3 separate regions of the Mus musculus genome follow, and all the other regions are linked to region 1. A link is a contact called in public Hi-C and HiChIP or PLAC-seq data. All regions are on one chromosome and are shown on one strand. The core of a region is the stretch at or near the end of the contact, and the rest is flanking DNA. Distances in the headings are between cores, read along the strand shown. Region 1 holds the start of Plxdc2 (plexin domain containing 2). Region 2 has its middle 200 kb from the start of Nebl. Region 3 overlaps 4930515L03Rik (RIKEN cDNA 4930515L03 gene).

Region 1 (2,617 bases), core at 57-2,556:
GAGCCTCTGAGCTCCAAGGGATGAGAATCCAGAGGGGAAACAACCTGATGTAACCAAGATTCAGAGAGGTATCCGCAGCAGCAGGCTCTCTCACACCCCGACCTCTTTGGGCTACTTGGGGTTAGGCAGGACCACCCCCTGGCGCCCAGGTGGAGTAAGCATCATAGCTTCAGGGAAGTCCTGGTTTCCCACACCTTTTGATCAAGCAAACCTCTTTCCCCATTCGAGAAACTCAAGTTTCCCAGAAAAACAACTAGGATAAGTTTCCCAAGGGCAGATACTTTGGGTGGGTGTGAGATGAGGATGGAGGTTCGAAGACACCGGAAGGATCTTCAGCCACACACAAAAACAATTGAGAAAAGTACTTCTTACCATTGGTATGGTGTCCAGGCTCCCCGTGGGCGAACTGGAACCGGTCTGTTAAAAAGTGACAAAGTAACATAACTCCTGCTGCGGCCAGGTCGGCCCTCCGGAACCTTGCCATGCCGCTGCCGCGACCTCTCTCCCCTGCCCAACGAATTTTTTCTTGAGACCCTGGGCTCCGGGGTTATCCCTGGGGATGGGGCGACACGGCCGAGCTCTGCTGGTGAGTCTTGGGTGGGATCCGGAGGCCTCTGACAGTTTCGCTAGGATTTCACTCCGGGTAACAGAAGTGAAGGAGAGACAGCTGAACCCTCTCCGAACTTCGGGAGCTCTCACTGCAACTTGTCACCCTCGCAGCCCCCAACTGAGACACAATCAACCAAGTGAGGGGAGGAAAGGTCACTTGCAGTAGGGTCGGCAAACTCCCGGGTCCTCTCAGGCAGCGCCACCCGGGCGCCCACAGACGGTGACTTCCGAGCGCCCGCGACGCGCTCCACTGGGTTCAAAACAGATCTAATTCCACTGGCTGCGCCGGTGCTGTTCCAGATTCAAGAGGGCGCTGAGCACCGGAGGAACTTTCCCAGACTTAGGTCTGGCCCCGGCGGGTGGTTGGTGTTCCCGAGAGAAGGAGGTTAGTGGAGGCTGGAGAAACCCCTCTGACAAGTTTTTCTTCTTTGCTTCGCCCAAGGCTGAGCGCGCGTCCTCGCCCGCAGCCGGAGGGATGGGCAGCTCCGGAGAGTAGAGCCGGGAATGCACCAGCTGCTGTGAGCAGAAGAGAGGTGGGGGTGTTTTTTAAAGAAAAAGAAAAACGGGAAAGTGAGGTTGCAGCCTGGTAAGAGAGCCCCTCCGGGCTAGGCAGGAGGTGGCTCCGAACGCCGCGGAGCCCCAGGAGTTTGGTGGCGGAGGCGCCGCCGCGCTCCCCCGCGCTCCAGCTCTACACTTTGGGGAGGGAAGGCGGCTTGCCATTTGCTAGATCTACCGCTGAACCCTCCTCTCTTCCCTCCGCCCTCCTCCCTCCCCTTCTCTCCTCCAGGCTTCTCCCACCTTCCTCCCAAAACCCGCAGCCAGCACCAACCTGTCCATTGGCTGAGCTTTTCTCGGGGGAGAGGGGGCGCCAGAAAAGTCTCCCACAGATGAAGCCCGAGAAGACTGGCTGGGGAAAGCCAGAGGACCATTGCGGCCCCAAACACCCGAGGACTGGTGCGAGTGGGGCGGTGGCAGATTCTAGTCTCCCGGACGCCATCCGCCCACCCGGTTCATGACCTTTGCAGAGGAACCGATGCCGCCTGCACCCTCCAGGCTTCCGTGGCTTTTGGGTGTCAGCCTGCGGGTAGAGAGGGATGAGGCCCCCCAGGGAGCGCCCACTATCTTCTGATTTCCGCCTGGGCACTAAAGGGTTAATAGTATTTCATCCCTCACTGAGGGCTGGTCTGGCAACCGTTGGGTGGCGGGGGAGCAAACCTGAGTCGCTAGGGTTACTGACATCCCCCAACTCCCAGCCCCCATCCCATCAAAAGCCCCTCCTACCCCAGACCCGCACAGAGGGAGGTGGAGGTGGCTCTGGGCTGCAGGGTCCTGAGGCCGCCACCGCGGTTTGGTAAAGTGTCAGAAGGAGGGAAAGGGAGAGTTTAAAGAAACAGGAAGCCCATTGAATTTCCTATAGGGGGTTTAAAGGGTTTTTGCTTGCTAGTTTGTTTTTGTTTTTTCAGCTTGAGGGTCTGCTTCAGCATTAACCCTTTCCAGGCCCCTTATCCGCTTACATTTAATTTAATTTAATTTGCATACACTTAGCCATCTTTTAATGGGGCTAAATAGAAAGCAAAGAGACAATGCATCCTTGGTGAAAAATACATGTTCTGGAGCACTGCCTGGGCTAGTACTTCAATTTTTTTTCCACAAGGAGCAATTTATTTAAGCTTTAAGCCTCAGGTCTCCAGGCATCAAATCAGGAAGATTTTATACTGAAGTTCATAGAAGGTCCTAGAAAGGAGGATTAGCCAAGTGAACTTAATTTTTTAAATCATCTGCTAGCCTGAAGAGAAATGCTCTTTCTTGAAGACAAAGGGAGAGCTAATTTAAACACATTCGAAAGTGTTCTGGGTTCAGCCGATGCTGTAGCTTGTTACTGTCTTGGCCTTGCCATGCTTTGAAGAATGCATGCATGTATGCTTTGAATCCATCTCAACATCTAGCAAAACCCACTGGAAGTGGGCCAAGATTACTGCAAAATTCGATACAGAAATTTTTGCCTTTC
Region 2 (2,617 bases), core at 46-2,545, 900 kb before region 1:
GGAAATTTTTCATTTGTGTTTCTGTGTAATTTGGACCATCAGGCCATATCTTATAGGATCTATCTGCATGCTACCATATAAAAGCATGCCCTACTTATCTGTGGGATGTAAAAGAAAGATTTTACTATTTCTATTTAGGTTTGTTTGAGTGGCTGTCTTCCCCAAAAATTCAGCCTTGAACAGCAAGTAATTATTTCTACAGTTTAAGAAGGTCAGATTAAGCATATATATCATTTTATTTCTCAAAAACTCCACAGAATTCTAGTTCTGTGTTAGGAAGAGGATGAACCCACAGGGACAAGTAGAATTAGGGAATATCGGAGTGATTTCAAAGTCTGTGTAGGAGATGGAAAGCTGATAGAGGGGGTGTGGTAATCAGTGGACCACAGTCAAAGTTGCTGAATGTTGGAGTGGGTGCAAAGAAGAGAAACACTAGAAACTTCTGTTTGTCCCACTGGCATCCCCTAAACTAAGGCACTAGACTTGGAGAAAGCAGTCAGGAGATGAGGATATGGCAGCTCTGTTCTTTTCCCCACCCTTTCTGGCTTCTTCATTACAGGTGGAGTTCTTGGCTAGAGTAAGACTAGAAGTTCATTATTTGGAAATTCCTTCAGTGTCAGAGACTCAGCTCCTAGTTCTCACACCCTTTGATGATGTCTAGCAACCAGGAAAGAAAGATGGCCATCAGGACAATGTCGAATCTACTTTCTCAAATAGTTAGCTGTATTTCCCGAAGAGGAAACAACTCACTGGAGGAACACAGCTGAAGCCAAACTAAGCTTCCCTTCTTTTCTTTCTTTCCTTACCTTAGAGGCCATTCCAGTCATCTCCCTACCCCAATTTAGTGTTCAGTTGTACCTTGAATTTAAAAAAAGATTTTAAAACTCTTCTCCCTCTCTTTCTCTCATTCTTGTGTGTGTGTCAGAGAGAGAAGTGGGGAGGGGGAAAAGGGAGGGGCATAGGGAGGGGGAGGGAGAGGGAGAGGAAGAGGGAGAGGGAGAGGGAGAGGGAGAGGGAGAGGGAGAGGGAGAGGGAGAGGGAGAGGGAGAGGGAGAGGGAGAGGGAAAATATGTGCACGTGAGCATGTCTGTTTGTATTGTGAGGGTACTTGTAAATGTGAGTGTGTGGGTTATATGTATGTGTATGTGTGGTGTTTTTGTGTGATGTGTGAGTGTCAAGTGAGTGCACGTGTGTGTAAATGTGCTGTGGTGAATCACAGTGTTAGAGGACAAAGGTTGTGAAGGCCTTGCTTTCCTTCTACCTTGCCATGAACAAGGCCTCTTTTGTTTGCCTGTTGTGTAAGGTTAGCCCTTGAGCTTCTGGGGATTCCTGTCTCTATAATTTACTGTTCTCATCTTGATGCAGAAGTGCTGGGATTGCAGACACGCAGGCCATGCAGCTGGCTTTTATGGGGGTTCTTAGGATTTGAACTGAGATCTTTCATTCCTGGATGGCAATTGCCTTTGGCCACTGGGCCATCTCTTAGGTCCACATTTCATCTTCCAATGCTGTTACAAATATTAGTTTCATCTTTTTACATTTTTTACAAACTTCCCTAAATCTGCTATTTATTTTTCTTTATTCATTATACTTATATAATTTATTGGGACACAGCTAACATAATTTGATACTTTGGGATATATCAAAATATGTACTTTCCAATGCTTTCCTCTTTTTGAGTATTTTTACTAAGGGTCAAAGAATATTCTTATCCAGATACCTTTGTGAAATATGAAGTTTGTTTAGAATGCTATGAAGAGGGGAAGTTGCTGATTTCAAGTGTACATATTAATAATTCTGATGATGATGCTCCAGCTGACCAGCCTGTTTCTTCTATTTGACAATTAAATAGACACAAGATAATGTTTCAATATTAATTTATTTTACATTTTCCTTATTACTAGTGAGACTGAACACACAATTTACATATCTTCTGTTGGGTGGAAGTAATGACTCAGTAGTTAAGAGTGCTTGCTGCTCTTTAAGAGTACCTGAGTTTGGTTCTGTGATGCCATATCAGAAGATTTACAACTTCCCATAACTTCAGTTCAGGTGCTTCCTGCCTTCTTCTGGTCTCCAAGTTTATTTTCATCCCTGTGCACATATAGATACACATACATACACACAAGTAAAATATAAAATAAATCAAGATCTTGAGTTCTTGAACAGTATGAACTATTAGGCAAAAGACACCCTCAATAAGACAAAAAGGCCACCAACAGATTGGGAAAGGATCTTTACCTATCCTAAATCAGATAGGGGACTAATATCCAATATATATAAAGAACTCAAGAAGGTGGACTCCAGAAAAATCAAATAATCCTATTAAAAAATGGGGCTCAGAGCTAAACAAAGAATTCTCACCTGAGGAATACCGAATGGCTGAGAAGCACCTGAAAAAATGTTCAACATCCTTAATCATCAGAGAAATGCAAATCAAAACAACCCTGAGATTCCACCTCACACCAGTCAGAATGGCTAAGATCAAAAATTCAGGTGACAGCAGATGCTGGCAAGGATGTGGAGAAAGAGGAACACCCCTCCATTGTTGGTGGGATTGCAAGCTTGTACAACCACTCTAAAAATCAGTCTGGAGGTTCCTCAGAAAATTGGACAT
Region 3 (2,617 bases), core at 47-2,546, 630 kb before region 1:
TACTGTCCCAGAAGCTGTGTCACTTCTGCCTGTCCCAGAGCTGTGTAGCTTCTGTAGTCCACACTCTCACCTGAGCAGACTAGTCTCTGCGGGATCTGGGACCTGAGAGGGCTACCCAACCTGCTCCTTCAGAGCCTTCCCAGGAGGACACCTCTCCTCTGGTGGGGAAAGTGCCCAGATGTCTGGAGCCTGAAATGGGGTCTGTGCCAGAAGCTGTGTAGCTTCTGCCTGTCCCAGAAGCTGTGTAGTTTCTGTAGTCCACACTCTCATTTGAGCAGACTAGTCTCTGAGTGATCTGTGACCCAAGATGGCTCCCCCACCTGTTCTGGCAGAACCCCCCCGCCCCCACCGGGCGGACACCTCTCCTCTGGCGGGGAAGGTGTCTGGAAGTCTGGAGACCGAAATGGGGTCTGTCCCAGAAGCTGTGTCACTTCTGCCTGTCCCAGAAGCTGTCCATAATCAATATTTTATCTTCTGTCCTTGTACTTACAATCAATTGTTAGATCCCTTTTATAACCTTTGGTTAATTGTTTTACAACTTCTTGGAATGTGTTCTAGGTTGTAAATGCCTGCTTTCTATATCAGAAACAATTAACTCATGACACATGAAGACTAGCAGAGTTCTAATTGCAGTTTTCATATCAAAGAGGGCTTTAAAAGCAGTCCTATTAGAAATGGCTTAATGATCACTAGTATAATTTTAGGAATTCTTATAGGATCATCATTAAGAATTAAGAAACCATCTATTTGTCTATACAGCATCACTACAAGACAGTACATCTTTGTTGATCTGCAGAAATCTTTCCAAAAGGGTGGATTAATACCTAGAGTTTGTTATTCAAATTTAATAATAACAGGAAAGGCATATTAATAGCAGTACTCTTTCGTAAAATGTATCCCTGTTTGGTCTTGACAGAAAAGGGCTCATTCATTGGAGTTCACAGTCCATGATCTCAGGAAGATCACCTGCTAGTTTTTACCATCTTCTATATGGCTTCTGGCACTGTCTCAGCTTACCTCTACATTTGATTTCTTCTGATAGTAAAATTTGTTTATAGAGTTGGATCTTCCTAGGCTTCCAAAAGCTGTACCTGTGTACATTTTTTCCAGAAGGTTTAACCTACTTGACCTAAAGAAAATCCATTTGAATCATTGATCTTGTTAGTTTAAGCCATTGTTGGAGCCACAGGGAAAAGATCTGCTCTTAATAGAAAAGTCCAGTCTGTCAACAGTGTCCATTAGTCACTAAGAATGACTCAACACAGCACATTATTTCTGGTGTACCAGAATGCCAGGAAATACCACTACTGCATTGATTGTACTTGGCCAGGTTCCCGTAGATTGTGGGCAGTAGTTGGGGCTCATCAGATTTAGAACACTTGATCTACATTGAAGCTGGGAAGCCCTCTTTAGTTATTTTGGCAAGTAGATAGGTATGTCAATAAAGGAGCTTCAATCTATGTATGCCATTGTATCCTACACAGTCCCAGTGGTTGACTTAATTAGGTGATAAGGGAATGAATAAAAGACAGGCAGACACACAGAGACACATACAGAAAAACTGGCTTTAGATGAAATGTACTTGCTATTATAGATGGATACCAACTATGCAAGCAACTTGGAACCTCAGTGTGTTTGTCATGTTCTATGTTGTAGTACAAGAAAAGAAGGAGGTAAGGAGTTGGAATAGTGTTTGGCTATAAACATCCAGGAGCCAGAAGTTGCAGTTGCTGGGTTTTGTGTGCACTGCCAGCGTCTGTACACTGACCAGAGTAAGAATCTTTTGTCAACTGCAAGCCTGACCCAGGAAAGGTTTTGACAATTCCCATGGGTCTGAGACCGTGGCCCTTTTCAATAATGCCTTCACTCAAGACTTCATACACTCCTCACACTTCCTCTAAGGGGTTCATTTAACAAACTGCATCACATTTATGTGCTGCCTTTCCAGAACAGTTATATGATAGCTTAATTCTATTGGGATGTTGCTCACTTTTAGAGGTCCTTCGCTAATCTGCTTATCAACTGTCATAACAAAACTTCACAGAGAATGTGGTATAAGGAAGACAACGTTACTTCTTAGGGTTATAGAGACACTGATCTTGTTGTGAGGATACCACTCTCATGACATAATCTAACTTTAGGTCTGAAGGCTGTGTTTCCAAACACCACTATGTTAGGGTTAGGGCTTCATCATGTGAATCTTTGCACTGTAGACCCTGAGGGAAAAAAGGAATTACATTCAGGAATTCCAAACCATGGAGAAAGCATGAAGGAAATTGGATTTGTGGGGCCCTATGACCTGGATAGAGCTACTTATATTTACAGAGGTTCCTTCCCTCTGGTCTATCCTTCATCCTGTCTTTCTTGCAGCTTGCATGTGTCTTAGCTACATTGCCATTGTGAATTAGCTTGCGTTTCCCATTGAGGTTTTCATTCTGGTTCTTAATATTTTCCCATTTTGCTGGTACATCTTATTCTTCTGTGAAGCAGTTTTCATTTAACTGCATTGAACAAGTGCTTAAAAAGTTGCCTTCTTGAGAACTTGAAACATTTCATAACAATCTTCGGCTGTGGTTCAAAGGTATTCTGGAGTGGACAAATGTACTTCTACATTTTC

Evidence for each region. Hi-C and Micro-C count contacts between places; a contact is called where the count stands out from the background. HiChIP or PLAC-seq counts read pairs in DNA pulled down with a chosen protein or histone mark.
Region 2: an H3K4me3 HiChIP or PLAC-seq map of neural tube shows a contact between it and region 1, with 6 times the contacts expected there. The contact joins the enhancer-like site here to the promoter of Plxdc2 in region 1. A contact is called at or near these places in 1 of 39 promoter capture datasets (pre-B cells) and 3 of 115 datasets of contacts at active chromatin or transcription factors (embryonic stem cells, neural tube and stem cell-derived neural progenitor cells).
Region 3: a Hi-C map of adipose-derived mesenchymal stem cells shows a contact between it and region 1, with 2.4 times the contacts expected there. The contact joins the enhancer-like site here to the promoter of Plxdc2 in region 1. A contact is called at or near these places in 7 of 39 promoter capture datasets (the C10 cell line, cranial neural crest, embryonic stem cells and 4 more), 7 of 484 Hi-C or Micro-C datasets (adipose-derived mesenchymal stem cells, cerebral cortex, cortical neurons and 2 more) and 3 of 115 datasets of contacts at active chromatin or transcription factors (astrocytes, embryonic forebrain and neural progenitor cells).

What each region holds. Positions count from the first base shown.
Region 1 is chr2:16,354,993-16,357,609 of GRCm38.p6, reverse strand. Plxdc2 (plexin domain containing 2) reads right to left here and starts at 1,306. Exons shown (of 14, transcript NM_026162.6): 1 at 373-1,306. The coding sequence starts at 484.
Region 2 is chr2:17,257,734-17,260,350 of GRCm38.p6, reverse strand. No RefSeq gene overlaps it. Among named protein-coding and RNA genes, the nearest start is that of Nebl, 200 kb to the left of the region's middle. Within about 2 kb of position 1,295, at least 1 of the 459 cell types and tissues checked has an H3K27ac peak or open chromatin away from gene starts, as enhancers often do. A contact at or near this core is called in neural tube, where this site is marked.
Region 3 is chr2:16,981,715-16,984,331 of GRCm38.p6, reverse strand. All of the region lies in intron 2 of 4930515L03Rik (RIKEN cDNA 4930515L03 gene), which reads left to right. Among named protein-coding and RNA genes, the nearest start is that of 4930515L03Rik, 31 kb to the left of the region's middle. Within about 2 kb of position 1,296, at least 12 of the 459 cell types and tissues checked have an H3K27ac peak or open chromatin away from gene starts, as enhancers often do. A contact at or near this core is called in adipose-derived mesenchymal stem cells, where this site is marked.